Linked DNA regions of Arachis hypogaea: region 1 is linked to region 2. The links are chromatin contacts, called in public Hi-C maps. All regions are on one chromosome and are shown on one strand. Each heading gives the region's core, a stretch centred on a gene start, on an enhancer-like site or on the middle of the called end of the contact. The rest is flanking DNA. Distances are from core to core; before and after follow the strand shown.

Region 1 (5,554 bases), core at 152-2,651, 150 kb before region 2:
GGAGATCATAATTCAAGTGCCAACAACATTGACTGAGAAGATATGCATGGTTTTTCCCCAGCTAAAGAAACTTACTAAGATAGAGAGAAAGAAACATTACACTACAAACGGGTATCTTATACTTTTGCATACCTCATAAACACCAGTGCAGGCACGCACATAGAGGGAACAAAACAATAAACAATGTTGGCGGATAAAGATACATTGGAAGAAACAATTGCTGGAAAATAGCAAAATCCTTAATAATTCATCCTGAATTTTAGCCCTCAAAAGTCCAAAGAGCCACCCTTTAGACCGAATGAAGAAAAAACAAAAAGGAAAAAGAGTGGCCAAAAACATGTCACGAACAAACAGAATAGCAACCAGGGTTTTCTTCTCATATGGCTGGGCGTCCTACTTGCCAAAACATTTGAACAATTGATAAAAACAAACATTGAAAGCAGTAAAAATTAAAACCTTTCATCTTGTAACAAGTGCACCCATTAGCTAATCCTATCACATGTTCCCTCATTTTCCACCATTATATCTCTACAAACAATTAGTCAACGGTCACATTTAGCAGCACCATCACCGACATAATTGTTACCCCGATCAAACTTTCAATTCTCCACAGAATGGTGACTAATTCCCTCAGCAACAGTTCCCTCAATTTCAAATCCAAACCACGGTTGCTGTGAACCTCGGAATTTCCAAGCATTTTATTTTACATTCTTTTTTAAAAAAATCAAGTAATAACAAACAGCACAAAGAATCCCTTAAGCTCATCTCATGATCACAGAACAGGGATAACAAAATCACAAAATTCACCCGTCATTGGATACAAATAAACATAACAAACTTAAACATCAAAATTTCACAAAAATACATGATTCTTAAAGAAATTTCAAAACACACATCAAAATCAGACACGAAAACACGAAATTTCGGCGAATTAAAGGTCATCCAGCAGCGCTCAAATTACAATTCAGAAAAAATGAAGAGAAAATCGAATTTGACAAAACTATGAAAGGATCGTAAAGGGAACTCGCTTATACCTACTAAATTTGGGACGAATTATAAGTAGGGTTTCGGAATTAAGAGGAAGGAATCGGGTTTTCTTCCGATGGAGGGTGATGGATACGACGTCGTTTTTCGGGAAGATGGCGATGTACAAAGGAAAGTAGCGTACAAGAGCGGCACCAGGAAGGAGCACTAAAGCGTAACCGTTTCGTCGGACAGAGTCGTCGTCTACGTCGCGATGTTAAGAAAGCCGAAAAGGTCGTTCTGCACAGCGTCGTTTTTGGTGTCCACCCCACTTGCGTTACGCTGATTGTTGTATTGTGTGTTTGTCTTTTACTCCATTACCCCCGGGTGCTTGCTTGCTTAGGTGGAACTAAATCAGTATTTGTTAAAAATAAAAACAAAAAATGAATTGATTTTCACTTTCAAATAGGTAATAAAACTATTATACATCACTAATTTTATAATTAAAATAGGTCACATATCACTTTTTTATTATAATTAAAATCAAATCTTTTTTATTAAAATTAAAGAATTATCCCTTCTTTTTTACTAATTTTACGACCAAACTATACCACATATTGTTCCGGGGGTTACCTGAAACTGTAGGTCGATTTCGGACGAGATCTTCTGTATTGGTAGGAGATGACGTGTCCGACTGGTGAGTGACGGCCGGAGCTGTTGTATCCGACTGGTGGACTGGCTATGCTGTTGATCCTTCGTCACCGGAGGGTGGGGGGTACCTGCAAGGGACTCCGATGCTTAAGTTAGCAAGGGTATTAAGCAGGTTTTTAGTAGATTCAGAGTATGATTTATACCTGGGTGTTCCAGTGTATTTATAATGGTCGTGGGCTGACCTTCTTAGGTAAGATAAGTTAGTTATCTTATCTTATCTTATCTTATCTTTGGGTGAGGTCAGCTTATCCTCAAGGGAACCCCGCCTTTATCTCTATAGGCTTGTACTGCATTTGGATATGGGTCGTGTTCCTCTATTTGGGCCTTTTACTGGGCTTTCCTGGCAATTTGGCTGATCTCTTTGAGAAGAGGTCGGATAGTCTGACCTGAAGAGGTCGGTCGCTTTGAACATCCCGGGTCGGATAGCTTGACCCAGGGTGTGAACAGTGCCCCTGCTCGAGCTCGGTCTTTCTTTTTGAGGTCGAGTCCTAGTTCTTAAGACTTCGATCCTTCTCTGGTGAAGCCGAACTCGAGCATTTGTCGACTTCATTCTTTGCAGAATCTTCCTTTTTGAATGTGAAACGTTTTCTTCTGAAAGCGCGCGCTTTTGTATTAGCGTCCTGTTCTTGGGAACGTGCGAGGGCTTAATACCCTCATTAATTGGTTTTAATTGCCCCGTTTCTCTTAGCCTCTTTATTTTGAATTTCATATTTCAGAAAAACGGTTTCTTTTCTCCGTAACCTCCCCTTTCTTCCTCTCTTTCTGTTTTCTGAAATTTGTGGTTTTCGTATTTCTTTCCTGTGTCGTACTTTTGGCGATTATTAGTGCTTTCCTTACTGTGAAAAGGGGCGACTCTGGATTCCATTTTCTACTTCTGTGAGGCTTTTCTGTTCGAGAGGTGGTTCTGTTCCCTGTCGCTTCTGCTCTCAGCCTTTCTTCAGGGTTTTCCTCCATTTTTTCAGGTTGGTTCTTTCTTACCTTCCTCGTCGCTTGCATTGTGCGTTTTTTGACTTTAGCAAGTTTGAATATTTTTGTATTGCCATGCATCTGCTTGCTTATTGTTGTTTATTTTTCTTCTTCTGTGATCTGCACGAACCCATTTGCTTTTCTCAAAAGGTTGCTCCTTTGATGTTTTGTTGACAAATTTTTGCAAAAGATAACTTCTATTTTTTATTATTCTTGAAAAAGGTTGTGTCTTTGATGACTTCTTCTTGAGCTGTTTATTTGGTTGCTTCGTTTGTTGATTAAACTGGGATTGTGGGTCTGGAGGGTAGTTTATTTTGATGACTTTGCTCGACTTGTGGCTCGCAGCTTTCTTTTCGGAGTGTCACTTTAGTTGCAGATCAAAAAGGAGAGGTAAGGGTTTATTGTTTTTCTGTTAGGATGTATGTGAGCTTGTAGGTTTTCCTGAATCCTTGTTCCATAACTTGCCTCCAAAAGGTGCCCCTAGATCTTTTAGTGTGAGTCCTGGGGTTGCCTTTTGTTGCTTGTATTGCTCTGTGTCATGCTTGTCCGAGCTTGTTCTGATGTGGTTTGTTTTTGACTTTATCGGAGATGTTTCGGGTTAGTAATCTATTTTCTTCTTTTCTTACTGTAGGACTAGTTGACCTCATGTCTTCTCGCAAGAACATTGTTGAGACATCTTCCCAAGTCCCTGAAGGCATGGCTGATTGGGTGGATTCGATGGTTCTTTTGTGTGTTTCTTTGGTTGATTCCGAATTTTGTCAACAGCTTAGGCAATTCCATAGGGTTTGTAGTAGTGGTAGTGAGGAAAAGAATTATGAGCTTGTGCCCCCCACTCCTGAAGAGAGAGTTTGTTTCTCTACTCGAGTTGCTGGAGACCGTCCTTTTTTCTATGCATACGATTACTTTTTTTGCCAGATGAATATCACCATTCCTTTTACTCCTTTTGAGACCAACCTGTTGTGGTCTTGCAATATAGCTCCATCCCAACTTCACCCCAATTCTTGGGATTTTATAAAGATTTTTCAATTACTGTGTCGTGAGTTTGACGTCCCTGCTTCGCAATTCCTTTTCTTTTATTTGTTTGTCTTGACAAAACCTGAGGTAATGAAGAAAAAGGCTGCCTGGGTTTCTTTCCGAGCTTCGCAAGGGAAGAAAGTTTTTTCTATGTATGACGAGTCGTTTCGTGATTTTAAGAACTATTTCTTCAAGGTCCGAGCTGTTGAAGGAGCTCGTCCCTTTTTTCTAGACGAGAATGATGAGCCCACTTTTCCTTTAGAGTGGCAAAAGAACGTTGTTGTGTCGAGGTATTCTTGGGAGATGTTGGACGAAGTCGAGCAGGCTTTTGTGACTGTGTTGGAGGAGAATTGGGGGGGAACCTCCCTATCTTGATACCAAGAAATTTTTAGGGGACCCCTCACTCCTTCGAGATGAGCTGGTAGTGTTCAATTTTGGCTTACCTTGTTTTGTTGAGTTTATTTCTTTACGAGCTTTTTTTTTATTTGTAACTTGGTTTCCTACTGTGATGTTTTGTTTGCAGAGATGATTAAGAATAAGGAATCTATGAAGGCCTTTAAGAGGGCAAGAAAGGCTACTGCAGCTCAAAACATCTCAACTAAGGCGGCCGGTGAGGGATCATCTCAGGTTCAGTCGAAGCCAGCCATACCGAACTCGCCGGGGGTGAGGAAGGTAATCCCTACTCCCCGGGTTCGTTTGGCTGATCCTCCTCAAGTTTCTGTTGCCACTTCTGGTGCTCCTCCGAATAAAAAACAAAAAACAACTGAGCCTTTCAACCTTGATGCCACTGACTTTGATGCGGTTGAGTTTGTCGATCAGCAGATTGGTCCTTATGGTACCATTCCTACCGACAATGTCTCTCTCCTTCGCCACTTAGATTTTATTACTCGGAGTAGCGTCAAGATGGCGCATATGGGAGCTGCCCTGGACCGAACTGCCCAAGACCTCCCTCTTCATGCTACCAAAGCTTTTATGGATGAGGCTAAGCAAGAGTTCGACCGTATGAATGGTTTAAAGGAGGAGCTCCAAGTGAAAGTGACCAAACTGGAGAAGGAGTTGGAGACCGAAAAGGCTAGTTCTGTTGCCTTGGCGGCTTCTGTGAGGTTGGCTGAGGATACCACTTTGAGGCACAAGGATAGCTATGTTATGGCCTATAGGGAAGTGATGCGTCTCAGGGAGGAGTTGGAGTCTGCCCGGGTTGATTATGCTGAGCTCTAGGGTCACCTTGTAGGCAGCGTAAATGCTGCTTATGAGAACCTGAAGGAGCAAGTTCGAGTTCTTGCTCCCGAGGTCGACCTTACTCTCTTCAGTCTGGACAATGTTGTAAAGGATGGCAAGATTGTTCCTGACGACCCTGATGACGACGATGTTGAACCTCCCCCTGTGCTTGCTGCCAAAACCTCTGAAGTGCCGACTTCTTCCGCTCCTTCAGCTGAGGTCGATCATCCCGTGTCAGATCCTGACTGTCAAATATTGAATCGGGATGATGGGACTATGGATGCTGTGCCTATTCAGACTCACCCTCCTTCACCTCGTGCTGCCGAGGAGCCTTCGAGTCTTCCCTGATTGTGCGAATGCTTTATGTAGATAGCCTGTCTTGTGGGCTTTTTTAAACTCTTTATTTTGTAAATGATATTTGCTGATTGTTGACACTCTTTTAGTTGCTTGTTTAGCAACTTTATTTTGAAAAACAAAGTATTTTCAAGCCTTTGGGGCTGATTTTGGTGGCCTCTGAAGCTTGTTATTATTATAACTTTATGCTTTTATATTATGTCTGTCTGCACTCGACTTGGCACCTTTCTAGGTTTTGTGAATGCTGGAACCTTTCATTGTCTGACTTTCTTTGGATAGGCTTGATTCCTTTGCTTTGTATAACACTTAAGGTCTTTCGGGAGGCCGA
Region 2 (5,292 bases), core at 780-3,279:
ATGTCTTAGTCTTTAATTTCAATTCGGCACATGTTGGATCCCCTTGGGATGGCACACAATTCTTTAGTGATATTGTATTTTTTCTTGCTCTTGCCCTTTTCATTCTTAAGCGAATCAAGATTAACAGTAACTGTTTGCAAAACAATCCCACTTTTTAAGATATAGGCAATGAATCCCAGCTCATCATTAGAACCTTTATATCCTTTGAATTCAATTTTTGTCAAGTGTGATGCAAGACAATCAGGAACACAAGTAGGGGGTGTCCAGCTGCTAGAATTGCCGGTTGGCTCAATCCAAATCTGAAAACAAGGTACAAGAAGGCTAAGAGGATGCAAGGAAATACCAGATCATGAATCAAAAATCAAACAAAATAATAAGTGACAAACCTGCTCATAATTACAAATCTTGAAAACTTGAAGCATAGGACACTTGTAAAGCAGGTTTATGATTAGAGTCGGATTGAAACATTTTAGCTCTAAATGAAGTAAACAACTGAATTCCGGAAAATCAAAAGCTGGGGCACCAAGTATGCACTGAAGCGGAAGACAAGCATATATTAAGCATAATATTGATAGGATCAAAGCTACAATTAACAATTGCAAATCCACAAGAATGTTAATAAGATTTGAATAACCAACCTCTAATATCGAAATATGCAAGTGGAGCTTTTTTATTCGGTTGAGTGCATTTAGAAGCATATGTATATAATCAGGATCGTCTTCCCTGAGATCAAGATCTGCTACTTTCACATTGTGCAAATTGTTGACAGTCAACTGGCTTAGTCCAATATATAAGAAGAAAGTAAGATATTCAAGTGCCGGAGCTTCTATTTCAACTTCAACTTCTCTACGTGTAGATGACTTGCGATTATGAACTTCCAGCCTCTTCAAGGAATTAGGAAAAATTATCTTGGGAGCATTTATTTGGTTAAACTGGAGATAAAGATCTTCAAGGACCGGGCAGCCAGAAAAAATCTTCACGTCTAAGGGATACGGTGTATCCATGGAGAGTCTCATAGTCCTGAGGGCTGGCAAATGAACAGACGATATCTTATTGACGCATATCAAACCATCCAAAGTGAGTGAAATGAGAGAAGTACAACTGAAGATGCCACGTAGGACGCTGGAAGAAGGAAACCACACGAAGTGTTTCTTTAAATACGGAGCATACAAAGAAAGATTAAGGTCCTGGAGTTGAGGTCCAATGGCAGCAAGTGACCAGTAATTGAAAGAACGTGCATGGAACGAGGCTTCACCTGTGTAGCTGCTTGAGAGGCGGAACTTGCGGATGTCTCGATTCCTACGCTGCGCAAGAACTCCGTTTACGAAAGCAGAAAAGTGCATGAAGGACCAGTCGTATTGCTCGTCCTCTTCCTCTTCCTCTTCCTCTTCCTCGAGTTGGAAGTTGAAGACTTGGAGATGCTGCCAGAGGTAGCGCCACCTGCGAGAGAGGAGGCTGGTGGAAACGGCGGTTTTGGTGGGGAGGAAGGACAGAATGTGGCCGATGAGGGAGTCCGGTAGGGCACTAAACCTGTCCATTTTTCTTTTTTCAATCCTCTCCATCTTGAACCTCAAGGGATGCTGTTAGGTTCTGCTTAATGGCAGCCACTGGAAGACCACTGTGAATGGCAATTGAATTTGGATTCGAAGAGTTTTTTTTTTTTTTACATTGCTGTTTGGTTTTGATTTGGCCTTTCGAGTGGGGACATTTTAATCTGGGTTTTCAGATTTATCATGGAATTGCGTTTGACCCCTAAAGATTTAGGTTTTAAAAAAGGCACAGCATAGTATTTTCAAAGGTAACCCATAAGATTTAATAAATTGTTGGACTCTACTCCAGACATAATTTGGCCCAAATTGTTTTATTGAGCTGAATACGTATCTTTTATCACGAGGGCCGGTCCAATTCGTGATTAGGCTAGAATGTTAAACCTTTTTTTAATTCATGACCATACAAAAGAAAAATGGAATCCTATGAATGAGAAAAAGTGGAAAAAAAAAAAAAGCAAGTGAAAAATTAAAAATAAAAATATTTAATGGATGGTAATCTTTAAAAAATTTCATCGGTAAAAAAAAAAAGCGAAAATGAGAAAGAAAATTCTTTAACAATATGTAAAATAAAAAAGAGAAAATAAAAAACAAAATTTATTCATAGTTCATACCCTTGATTAAAAAAACAAAAAACATCCGCAACAGGAAATTTTAGTATGCCAACATCTTAAAAGAGCTGTAGTTATGCATTCAGTCTGAGATGCTGGTGACAACCATGGAAACATAGACAAGCGAACCTACACTTTGAAATATAAACATTTTGAAGACTTTCAAGTTTCAACACGTCTGTATTTTTTATTGAGTGTTGACGGTAAGTACATTTTGTTTGTGTTCTGCAATTTTTGCTATTTTAAAAGAATGAAGAATGAAGTACTCATTTAATGTTTTGTTATATATGATTTTCTAGTTGAGGTATGTTCTATTGGAGATCAATTAGAACAAGTCAATAATATGCTATGCAACAATAACACCAATAAATACTCCACCAAATCATAACATTAGTTATAATATTTTTTTATATTATTTTATAATGTTTTTGTTAACCTTTTCAAAAGTGTTTTTTAAATTTAATCTTAAAGTCCAAGGGCTAAGGATTCGATGGTCCAGAACGTTTGGACCATTAAATGGTCCCATAACAAAACATGTTTTTTAAGTTTTTTTTAACAATTGTTACATAGTCCTTTAACTAATTTTAATTACAAATTGACCCTATATATTTTATTTAATTATAAAAACAGTTTTTTATTTTATATATTATTATTTTATCAATCATCTATTATGTTTATTAACAATCAAAAACAAAAATAATAACGAATTAGATCTTCCATTGATCGTAATAAAGCTTTTGGCCATTCAAATTGATTAAAAGTTTATATTTGATCGGTGACGTTCGTGATGAACCGTAAAATCGTGTTTCATTGAAAACCAATCGATTGGAATTTCAAAACAATCGATTGAATTATAACTCAATCGATTGGATTATAGTTTATCACAAAACAATCGATTGAAAATTGCAAGGCAGCATGTTTTCGCATAAATCAATCGATTGGTTATATGACCCAATCGATTGAACGATGAATAAAAATTGGATTTTTGTAATTCAATCGATTGTTTATATCCTCCAATCGATTGAATGCTTGAAAACAATCTGGGGTCTCACCAAAACAATCGATTGCTTGAGTATCCAAGTAGTTAGATAATCAAAATAAAAGTTAACAAGAAAAGAAAAAAGAAGAAGAAAACCTCCTAATTAGTTGTAAATGGATTATTTTGGTTTCTTGTCTTTCATTTTTCTTTCATTTTTTTATTATTTAAAATTTTTCCCTTTAGCTTTTAAAAAAAATTATAAATCTTATCTTTTGTGCTATATTCTAATTTAGTCCTCTGATCACTTACTCTTAGAATTTGTCAATGCAAGGTTAAGTGCTACTGGAATCTGCAGGAGCTGAAAAGCTACAAGGCTGATTTGGTTTTATCCTTTAACTAAATGAGGAACTTATTTGTGTTCTGTTATTTTGAGGTGAATGAAACAGTGATTCTTAATGGGTAAATACCAAATATAGTGGCCGGACTTGGAGAATCTAATATATTTGAGGAAGTATAATTTAGTTAACAGAATGAACACAACTTAATTTTAACATGCACAGAGGTGATGCAGACATAGAGGCATAGACCACCATCAATCTACCATTAAAGAATTTCTCTGTAAGTCAGTTAAAGAATTTCTAATTCCTAGACTTGTGGATGTGCAAGAGATATAAGAGCATATTTGTATGGGACCTTTAGATGCTATCCTCGGTAACAGATTGACATTGTGACTGTTTATGTGATATCTATTCTTCCTCCGATTTAATCATTTGAATGTATATTAATTTAGTGTTTTTATTCTAATCTTTTTGTGGTAAATTAGCAAATATTACAGAAACATCTTTGAAGCATGGAGAGTTTTACATGAAAATAGTTGTATCCTTGTTATAAAAAATATCAATCTAATATGTGCCTCGTATTTAGAAAAGATAACCAATGACTTTGGCAGATATATAGTTTGAGTACTATTAAACAGCTATAGAATGTCAATTCTACTAACATATAGCCTGCATAGTCCAAAGTTTTTATTGCTATATGACCAATCTAGTCTATCAATATATAGTCTGCATAGTCCATGGTCCAATGTTTTTCTAAATGATATATAAAAGAATTTCATCTAAACTTGTTTGATTTAGCACTTCCCCGTGCATAGCACTATGCGCAGGCACATATACTAGTAAGATAACAATTTTAATTTGACAGGATAAAGATAACAAAGCAATGATGAGGCGAAACAAGATTTTGATGTCTATGATGAGAACAAAGAAGGGTTGATTGATGCCAAGGAGTTGCAGAGAGTTCTATGCATTTTGCTACTTAAGGAAGCAAGAGTTGTATCTTGAATGTGGTGGTAAAAATAATAAATTTTTACTTTTTTCAGGTGTCATTGTTGAATATACACATCTTGGAGGCAGGTTTCAGGTTTGAATTATATTGCTTTTGGAGAGGCATCCAATGCAATGTAATACTTTGCCCAACATCAAAGTTTATCATCAATAACAACAAAAACTCAACAACGTAGCAACAAATTCAACAAAACAGCAACAAAGACACGGCAAATTGATTGATTGAATTATAAACAATCGATTGAATTACAAAAATCCAATTTTTATTCATCGTTCAATCGATTGGGTCATATAACCAATCGATTGATTTATGCGTCTGCCTTGCAATTTTCAATCGATTGTTTTGTGATAAACTGTAATCCAATCGATTGAGTTATAATTCAATCGATTGTTTTGAAATTTCAATCGATTAGTTTTCAATGAAATACGATTTTACGGTTCATCACGTCACCGATCAAATATAAACTTTTAATCCATTGGAATTGTCAAAAGCTTTATTACGATCAATGGAAGATCTAATTCGTTATTATTTTTGTTTTTGATTGTTAATAAACATAATAGATGATTGATAAAATAATAATATATAAAATAAAAAACTATTTTTATAATTAAATAAAATATATGGAGTCAATTTGTAATTAAAATTAGTTAAAGGACTATGTAGCAGTTGTTAAAAAGACTTTAAAAACATATTTTATTATGAGACCATTTAATGGTCCAAACGTTCTGAGATCGAATCCGGTGCCAAGTCCAAGTGTCCAACTCATTTAACTTATCAAGAAAGTTCAACTCTAATTTTACTCATTTAA

Evidence for each region. Hi-C and Micro-C count contacts between places; a contact is called where the count stands out from the background.
Region 1: a Hi-C map of leaf shows a contact between it and region 2, with 3 times the contacts expected there. The contact joins the promoter of LOC112720221 here to the promoter of LOC112720220 in region 2. A contact is called at or near these places in 2 of 8 Hi-C or Micro-C datasets (both in leaf).

Annotation. Positions count from the first base shown.
Region 1 is chr11:10,665,947-10,671,500 of arahy.Tifrunner.gnm2.J5K5, reverse strand. LOC112720221 (syntaxin-52) reads right to left here and starts at 1,401. Exons shown (of 6, transcript XM_025771083.2): 1 at 1,035-1,401.
Region 2 is chr11:10,520,824-10,526,115 of arahy.Tifrunner.gnm2.J5K5, reverse strand. LOC112720220 (FBD-associated F-box protein At4g10400) reads right to left here and starts at 2,029. Exons shown (of 4, transcript XM_025771080.3): 1 at 639-2,029; 2 at 387-533; 3 at 1-299. The coding sequence starts at 1,562. The coding sequence ends at 6.